Linked DNA regions of Gossypium hirsutum: regions 2 and 3 are each linked to region 1. A link is a contact called in public Hi-C data. All regions are on one chromosome and are shown on one strand. The core of a region is the stretch at or near the end of the contact, and the rest is flanking DNA. Distances in the headings are between cores, read along the strand shown.

What was found. A called contact is a pair of places that touch in the nucleus more often than the background predicts.
Region 2: a Hi-C map of leaf shows a contact between it and region 1, with 4 times the contacts expected there. The contact joins the enhancer-like site here to the promoter of LOC107910245 in region 1. A contact is called at or near these places in 8 of 34 Hi-C or Micro-C datasets (anther, leaf and petal).
Region 3: a contact with region 1 is called in a Hi-C map of leaf, with 2.0 times the contacts expected there. The contact joins the promoter of LOC107951887 here to the promoter of LOC107910245 in region 1. A contact is called at or near these places in 2 of 34 Hi-C or Micro-C datasets (anther and leaf).

The regions. Positions count from the first base shown.
Region 1 is chrA07:83,020,374-83,023,073 of Gossypium_hirsutum_v2.1, forward strand. It overlaps LOC107910245 (receptor-like protein kinase FERONIA), which reads right to left and starts at 1,322. Exons shown (of 1, transcript XM_016838069.2): 1 at 1-1,322. The coding sequence starts at 1,283.
Region 2 is chrA07:83,330,011-83,332,710 of Gossypium_hirsutum_v2.1, forward strand. No RefSeq gene overlaps it. Among protein-coding and RNA genes, the nearest start is that of LOC107951886, 11 kb to the right of the region's middle. Within about 2 kb of position 1,346, at least 1 of the 9 cell types and tissues checked has an H3K27ac peak or open chromatin away from gene starts, as enhancers often do. A contact at or near this core is called in leaf, where this site is marked.
Region 3 is chrA07:83,391,558-83,394,257 of Gossypium_hirsutum_v2.1, forward strand. LOC107951887 (probable methyltransferase At1g29790) reads right to left here and starts at 1,345. Exons shown (of 1, transcript XM_016887057.2): 1 at 1-1,345. The coding sequence starts at 1,345. It overlaps LOC107951888, which reads right to left. Exons shown (of 7, transcript XM_016887058.2): 7 at 1,748-2,409. The coding sequence ends at 2,152.

The DNA of each region.
Region 1 (2,700 bases), core at 72-2,571:
TTCAAAAATCTTCCCTCCTTTGAATACTTTTGCTTAAGCATTGGCTTTGTCTCTGGTCGAGGGTTCGGAGCGGCAAGGCTACCTTCCGAGTTGTTCAACTTGAAAATCTCTAAACCATTCAAAACGGCATCATTATACTCTGGCTCAGATTCGGCATTTGGATGTAGTGCGACCCATAGTTCGTTTTCACTTTGTGCCACCCTCACAACATAATCTCTGTAGATTGGAATACCATTACCTTCACCCACAGCAATCACATCCATGGCTTTCTCAGCGGTATGATTATTAATAAATATGTCGAATACACGCTGATTCACTTTCTGTAGATACTTTTCGCAAAAATGGAGCCTAACGAGGTAGTAAAACCCCGAATCAACTGTGAAAAGCCATGTAAGATTGTAATTGAAGTTAATATATGGATTAGGCCCCATTGAACGATAGGATTTGTACACAGCTTCCGGTGCCGTATACACTGGTGTGGCCTCGGTGTATTTGATTGTTGCCTCAGACTGATCATAATACGTAACTCCATATGCTGCTCCCAAGATATAGTCAATATCTTGGTTCCATGTTCTGAACATTCCTGAATCGTGCACATCTAAAACATCTCTTCCACCAACATTAAGCCGATAAGCAGTGTCAAGAGCAGTGGAGTTTTCAAGCTCGAAAAAGTAATTAGTGTCTATTAAGGGGAGAGAGCCATATGTCTGGCCTGTGTAGAGATTTGCAGGCATGGAAACGACTTCAATCCCACTGATAAAAGCGAAAGAATTCGGTGAAGGGGCGAAGGTGACATCCATCATCTGCTTGTTTCCAACAGTGATGACAAATTCTTTGACAATATAGGCTTGGGGAGGACTAGTGGCAGAAACTAAATAGGCACTGAAATTGCTCAAGAGAGTGTAATTATTAGCGGCAACTGAAAAGAAGGAACTGGTAATATCAAGGCCAGGGTATTGATTTGGATAAAAGTACAGACGAAGGAACTTAGTGCCTGGTGAAACGGGGAATTTATAAGTGAATTCACCACGAAAGAAACGAGCTGTCACGTAAGGAACTTGAGTGACAGAGGGGTCTTGATAGGATGCAGTGGATGAAAAAGAAGAGGTATTAGCATATAGGTGGTCATCATCGGCAACCCAGTTTCTGCCATCATAGGATGTAGTGTTTGATGAAGCACCACAGTTCAAAAGTATGTAGTCAGTAGGAATATAAGGAACTGAACTTGTTATAGAAGGTGAAATGGAAAGAATTAGGAAGACGATAGTAATTAAGAATAGCATTGTGGTTTTAGTGTTGTTTGTAGAAAAAGCCTACAAGGCTACAACTTATATATAGCTGAATAAATGGGAAAATTGAATACCACTGTATTCTTCAAGGTAGTTGAGAATGAAAGTGGTAAAAAGCTACAATTTTGAAGTCTGCCAATTCCAGCTAAGGATGGGTGGCCTAAAAATGCAAACCAGCTAAGCTTGTGAACAGCTGAAAACAACATTTGTGGAAACTCCTCCTCCATAGACTAGTCGCAAATAAGCAGTTTGCTAGAGTAAATGACACCGTATATTTTCGCGTTGCCGTTGACTAGGTGAATTGTGAGTCAAGCATTTTAGTTTTTTTCTATTATTATTATTTAGGATCAAGGAATTAGCATCAATAAATCATCTAATTTGGTATATTAAAATAATAACTTCCAAAATCTAGAATATTATTAAAAAATTAATATCTTAATAAAATATTTTTTATTAAATTAAAATTTGAATTTATCTTTAATTTTTAAAAATTGTATTTGGTATTAAGTTTAATTTCTTTTTATTTTAAATTTGAGATTTGAGCTATAATTACTCTATTTTAAATTTGGATAATAATGAGTATATTGTTAGGTTTGGACTTAATATAATATATTTGAGTTTCAGAATAAATATTTTAGAATATAAGTATTAAGTTTATAAATTTAATAGAATAAAAAGTTATTCAATTATCAATATAATATAATAATGAATAATAAAAAATATTTTTATTAATTCATATATCATAGAATAATAAATTTTATGTACATTAAGCACTTTAATTATTTTATATAAAATAACTGATGTCCACAAAACCAACTAAAAATTTGAGTAAAGTAAGTGCACCTATCAATTAATAGTATAGCTACGGTGAGTAAATATATCGTTTTACTAGTAATTACAGTCTTTCTATTACTTAACCGAATAATTGGAGTGATTGATTAAAAACTAAAATTAACTAAATTAATTAACTAACGAACACAACAAAAAACAAATCAGGAAAATAAATTATTAACAATTAAGAAGCGAAACAATACTCAGGAAAGAATCCACCTAGATTTCATTTGTCATTATCAATCTAAATTACGCAATTTATGTACTTAGTAACTTGACCTTAAATTATGCTAATATCTCTTTCAAGAATAAAAGCAACTGACTCTAGATGATTAATTGAAATTTCTTTCTAATTAAAACTCTTATTATTGCATTAACTCGTTCTATGGATTTCCCCATTAGATTTGACTCTAATCCGATAGATTTACGTCGTCCTATTTTTAGGATTGCATGCAACTCTACTCAACTATGCAAGATCTACTCTTAAACAGAGTTTATTTCTCCTTTGATTTAAGCACATCAAATATGGATCAATAATCTAGAAATATTAAACCAAGAATTAAGTACACATAATCGAGAA
Region 2 (2,700 bases), core at 96-2,595, 310 kb after region 1:
AATAAATTTATATTTTAATTTATAAAAGTTATAATTAAATTTCTACCCTTGCTTTATTTATAGATTCACCCTTATTTTCAAATATATTCAGCTAATTATGAATCATGAAAAGACATATCATCACCTTAATATTTGCTACTAATTACTTTGTCTTTTTAATTATAAAAATTTTGATTGTCTTTTTGTGTGTGTTATTGCACATGGGAGCTGGTTAACCCCATGTGTGTTTTGGTACCATTTTAATGGTAATGAATTATAATTATGGATGCACTAAAGTGCTAAACCTAAGTAGGGATAATTAAAGAAAAAAGAAAAGGAATATTGATATAACTTTTTGGATGGGGACGAATGAAATAGTTCATTTTCTTCTGGATTTATCAAAACGAATAAAAAAGCCAAGAATCTGAATATAGTTATATTGTGGGCATGCATAATTGCATATAATTAGATTCAATCTCATATTATAGCGTATAAAAAATCAATAGGTATGATACTACCACTTCACCTATAACACCTTTTTTGGTTAAGGATTTTGAGCCCTTGGTAATTATTTTGATAATTAAAGGATTTGGTTTTTTTTCTTTTAACAATTTTATTATAGATTCTAATCGTATATGTTCTTTATACAATGTCTAAAACTATCCATAGTCCCTCCCAACCCATAAATAGGAGGATAATGCGCTTTAGCCAAAGGCGAATCTAGGGGCGGCTAAAATAGAATTTTTTTCCATTTTGACCCCTTAAAATTTTTAAAATTTTAAATTGGTAAAGGTAACATTACACTTTAGCCTCCCTTAAAAATGATAAAATTTTGATTTAATCCTTTAAAAATTATATTTTTACTATCGTAAAAATTACAATTTAATTCCCTCCTAAAAGAAATTTTTGGCTTCGCCTTTGGCTTTAGCGTACTCAAACTTATGTCCTCCTATACTGGCAACAATGCACATACCAATTGAATTAAGGGCCAATTTAACATTATTTCTCATAAGCACTTTTGGACCAAAAAGCACTTTTGAGCAAAAACTAAATTTTTCTACTTCTGTTTTTGGTTAAAAAAGTGCTTTTGCAAATTTTCTTTTTTTTGTCCAAGAAACACTTTTGAAAAGTTCAAAAGTATCTTATTTAACAATAATTTTATCTCAAAAATATTTTTTATTCTAAAAGTATTTCTGAAAAACAATACTAAACTGATCTTAAAACTCAATCCACACAACAATTAATACTTTATCTTTGTAAAAGGGATATAAAAGAATAAAAGTTGGAAGGGAATACAGCCCAATGGACCGAAATCATGTATGAAGGATCAATCTTCTTTAGAGGCCTTCAATCTGTCCATCAAAGGTTTTATTTTAATGGGCCTTCTTAATCTTCACCAACAAAATTCATGTGTTTTTGGTTTATGGTTAAACTACACAAGTAAGAAAAAGATTATGAATCTTATTAACATTTTAATTCTTCAAACTAAAAAAAAAAAACTCAAATAAGTTTCAAGTCATTTCCATCGTTGTTAGTGCAACAATTAGGAATATGTGAATTTGAGCATACTTAAACACGTATTCTTTTTATTTTTAAAAATCAAGAGGTTTATGGGTAATTATATTTTTGCAAGAATCGGTTTAAGGTAATTATATTATTGTTAAGCCATGTTTCATATATATATAGTATCAATGGTTAGTATTTGGTATGCTGATAATATAATTTTTTGTTAATTTCGCAAGTAGTCTTAAAATTTTATCTTATGTCTCCTTTTTAAAAATATTTATTGTTTTTAATATTATAATACACTCTTTATAAGACACTTATAAACCCTTTAACCCTGCATATGAAGTTTAAAAACTGCACTATCTGCCCTTGTATCAATTATATTATTGTATAATTATATGATTTTTTAAAAACAAACATATTAAAAAAATTATGATATGCCCCAAATTAAATTTTAATAATTAAACTAAAAATTGTTTGAATTTAAAGGAATAATTTAAGGAAAATATTTTCATTTAATAGGTTGAAGTCAATAAATTTTTAATTATGATAAAATATATTAATTTATGGAAATAACGAATAATTTTCATCGAAACAAATTAGTGTGTAGTACATCTTTTTTAGTTTCTAAAATTTTAACCCAGTTTTTCTACCTTGATACACAAAATTTTAGTTAAGGTAAAATTTTAATAGCTTCCAATAATTAAAATAAACCAATCATAGAAATATTGATAATAATATTTAAAGTAAGTCATACAAAGAGGTGTTCATAGGCCAGATCAGGTTAAATTCGGACAAGACTTAACTATGATATTAATATATTTTATGTTTGCCTAAGTCTGACTTAGCCCGAAATATGGGTTTAAAATTTTGTCCAGACATACTCATATATGCAAAAGACTAACTCAATCTCTTTTTAAAAACATATATTTTTCAGGTCTTGACAAAAAAGTTTAAATCACAACAAATTCCTTTTAATTTTTTGAAATTTGATTTCATACTTCTAAATCACTTTAAGTTGTTTGTTTATCAATTTAATCGATTCAGCCCGATCCTTCCTATTCATAGACAAATTAAGTCTAAATTGCTTGCCTAACATATATTGACACTCGATCTAAAGTTATCAGTTTTACCCCTTTCTCAAGTCTCTTTATTTTCATCATCAATCTCATAATTTTCTTATTTGATCCGACATTAAATTTCTTAATCGTTTGA
Region 3 (2,700 bases), core at 95-2,594, 370 kb after region 1:
CTCTCCACAGTAGCATCTTGTAGTGTAGCCTGGAAAATTCATCCAAATACATCTTCAACTCATCTCTTTTGCAGAAGAATCGATCCACCCAAAGAAGTCCTTTGGGTCGAAGAACACGATCCCAATCATGAAGTACAAACTGAAGAAGATCTATTCCCATCCACCCATCTAAAAATAGGGTAGAATGTACAATATCGAGTGTGTTATCAAAGAAAGGCAGTCTTGAGCCAATTGATAGGTAAAGAGGTAAGAGGCCTCTAAGTGCAATCACCTCATTAAAAGGAGCCCCTAAGTTTAGGGTAGCTGATGCAATCGTTACATTTCTTTCCTTCATTAGTGCAGCAAATGTGCCGGTTGTGGGGCTAAAATCAAGTCCAATTCTGATCTCTCCTGGCTTCAATCTAAGAACTTCATCTATGGTGAATTCAGCTGAAGTTGATTCGTTGGTTGGGATTTCCCATCCTCTTTTCGAAAGATCAAAGCAGTTTGAACATTTGAAGAAGCCTCTTTTGCCTATTGTTCCATTAGACACAAGACAGGAGTAATCTTTGCACTTGTAGTGACTCCACATAATGTTGGTGTCAGCCGGTTGAGACCAAAGGGACGAGTTTATTGGAAGTGGTTTACTGTAACGTGGAGGTGTTTTCGAGAAGCATCGTCTTCTTGGTAATGGATCGCAGCCACTGATCATAAGCTTCTGAGCGATGTCCCAGTCATCAGGGCACATCCTATAGATCTTATAACCCATAAAGCGATTTACATTTGAGGCCATGTTGGCACAAAGGAGTCCTACAGTTGGGCTAATAGCTTCCACCCCAAGGAAGTTTTTCTTCCCAATCAGTCTATTTGGTTTCAAAGCGGTGAAGTTATGAAGCTCACCTGAGTTAAAACTATGAGTATCTGATCCTTGGTTGATTTCACTTTCATCAGGGTCGCTGAAGTCTTCGTCTACACTGCTGACTTCATTTGTACCGGACGAACTGCTGTCGTAGAAATCTGATAGGGCTTCTGCAAACTTGTCTAAAGATGTGGCAATATGTAGAAGTTGATCCGCAAACGTTGTTAGTGCTTTGGATTCTGCACTTGCAACATGTAACTGCTCCAGCAGAACTCCCACTTGGCTTTGTAAATCAGCGATTTGATTCAGAAGTGAATGAGGCAAGATGAGTTGGCCTCGGGAGACACTGGCCACGGAAGTGGTGGATCTGAAGAGTAGCTGGGAATAGAAGATGTTGGAGCTTAAGATTGCAGCCATTAGGATGCTTCCAAGCACACACAGACATAGCATTACAGGAAGGGCAGCAGGAAGCCATTTTCGAGATTTCGACACACTTGGTTTCTGCATTTCTTGGTTGAGGTTGAGCTTTGTACGAGGAGCTATCAAACCATCAAGTTTTTCATTATATCCCAAGAGCTATTGAGTATTGACTTGATTGGCCACTTGGATTTTCAGGTTGTTTTACTTCCTTAACTCATCCCTAGATGTTTGACTTACAAAATTCTACTTTTTCCCCCTCCAATAGGGACAACTTGGAATTTTATTCGTCTTTGACAATCTCGAAGTGGTGAACATTGTTATTGTTAATGGCTTGATTTAATAAAGTGGCGTTTAATTGCAGTTGGTGCAATGATCTGGATACTTGGAAGCACTTTCAATGCCTCAGCAATAAAAAAATAAGCTACCATAACTTATGGAAGGATAGAAAAATGACGAGATGCATTTCACATGGTGTTTTAGAGGGGTGTATGAACCAATTGTTGCTTAGTTTAATAACATTGCTTGTAAAGAGAGAGAAAAGGTAAAAGATAATGGGCAGAAGTAGATCCATGCCACAAGAATTACAAAAGCATCATCTTCAGCTAAGAAGTTTTAACGGGTAATATCATCATAATGAATTATATTCTACGAGGTTTACAAATCTTAAGACAATTGTAAGAACTTGTTAAGCCAACAGAACATCTTTACCACAAGCTGTAGGGTAAGGGCATGTGTTTCCATCAAAGCTTACGACCAAAAAGAATGGTTAAAAGATACGACCATCGCAAAACTATAACTGGAAAACAGTCTAGAGCAGAGGTCGACGAAAACTATTAAAGATTCTGGGGTACGCACAGATTCCTTATCCTGCATAAGTTATTCAGTCTTCGCAGTTATGCACTTGGTTCTTCTTTGTCATCTTCATCATCCTCTCTATCTTCATTTTCATCTTCTTGACCATCATTTTCATCATCACTGTGGTCATTAATGTCATCATTCCCAGAGTCATATGGATCACCATGATTTCCAGCATCTTTTCTACCTAGTTTGGCATACTGCTCAAGAGATGTAGAAGGAAATATTTCACCCACTCTACCATTTTCTTTGTTGGTTGTGGTTTTTGATGAACTTTTAAAACTATTTTTATCCATCTGTTACAACAAAGTAAGGTAAGCATTAAGGCATTTGACAGAACAAAGCACCAGAAAATAACAACAGATAAAGGAATGGATGGCAATGTTGATATATGAAGAGTAACTCCAAGTACATATGTCCCACTCAGCTTAGAACTTGCCAATGCAGAGGTATAATGGTATATTGGAGGTACATTCAACATATTCAAAAGCACTGCTGAATTCCATCTGCACTGAGTCTTAGAGAGCCCAATTACATTTCTCCTTTCCTTGATGTTTAAGTTGATGACAGAATAAATGCATTATCAA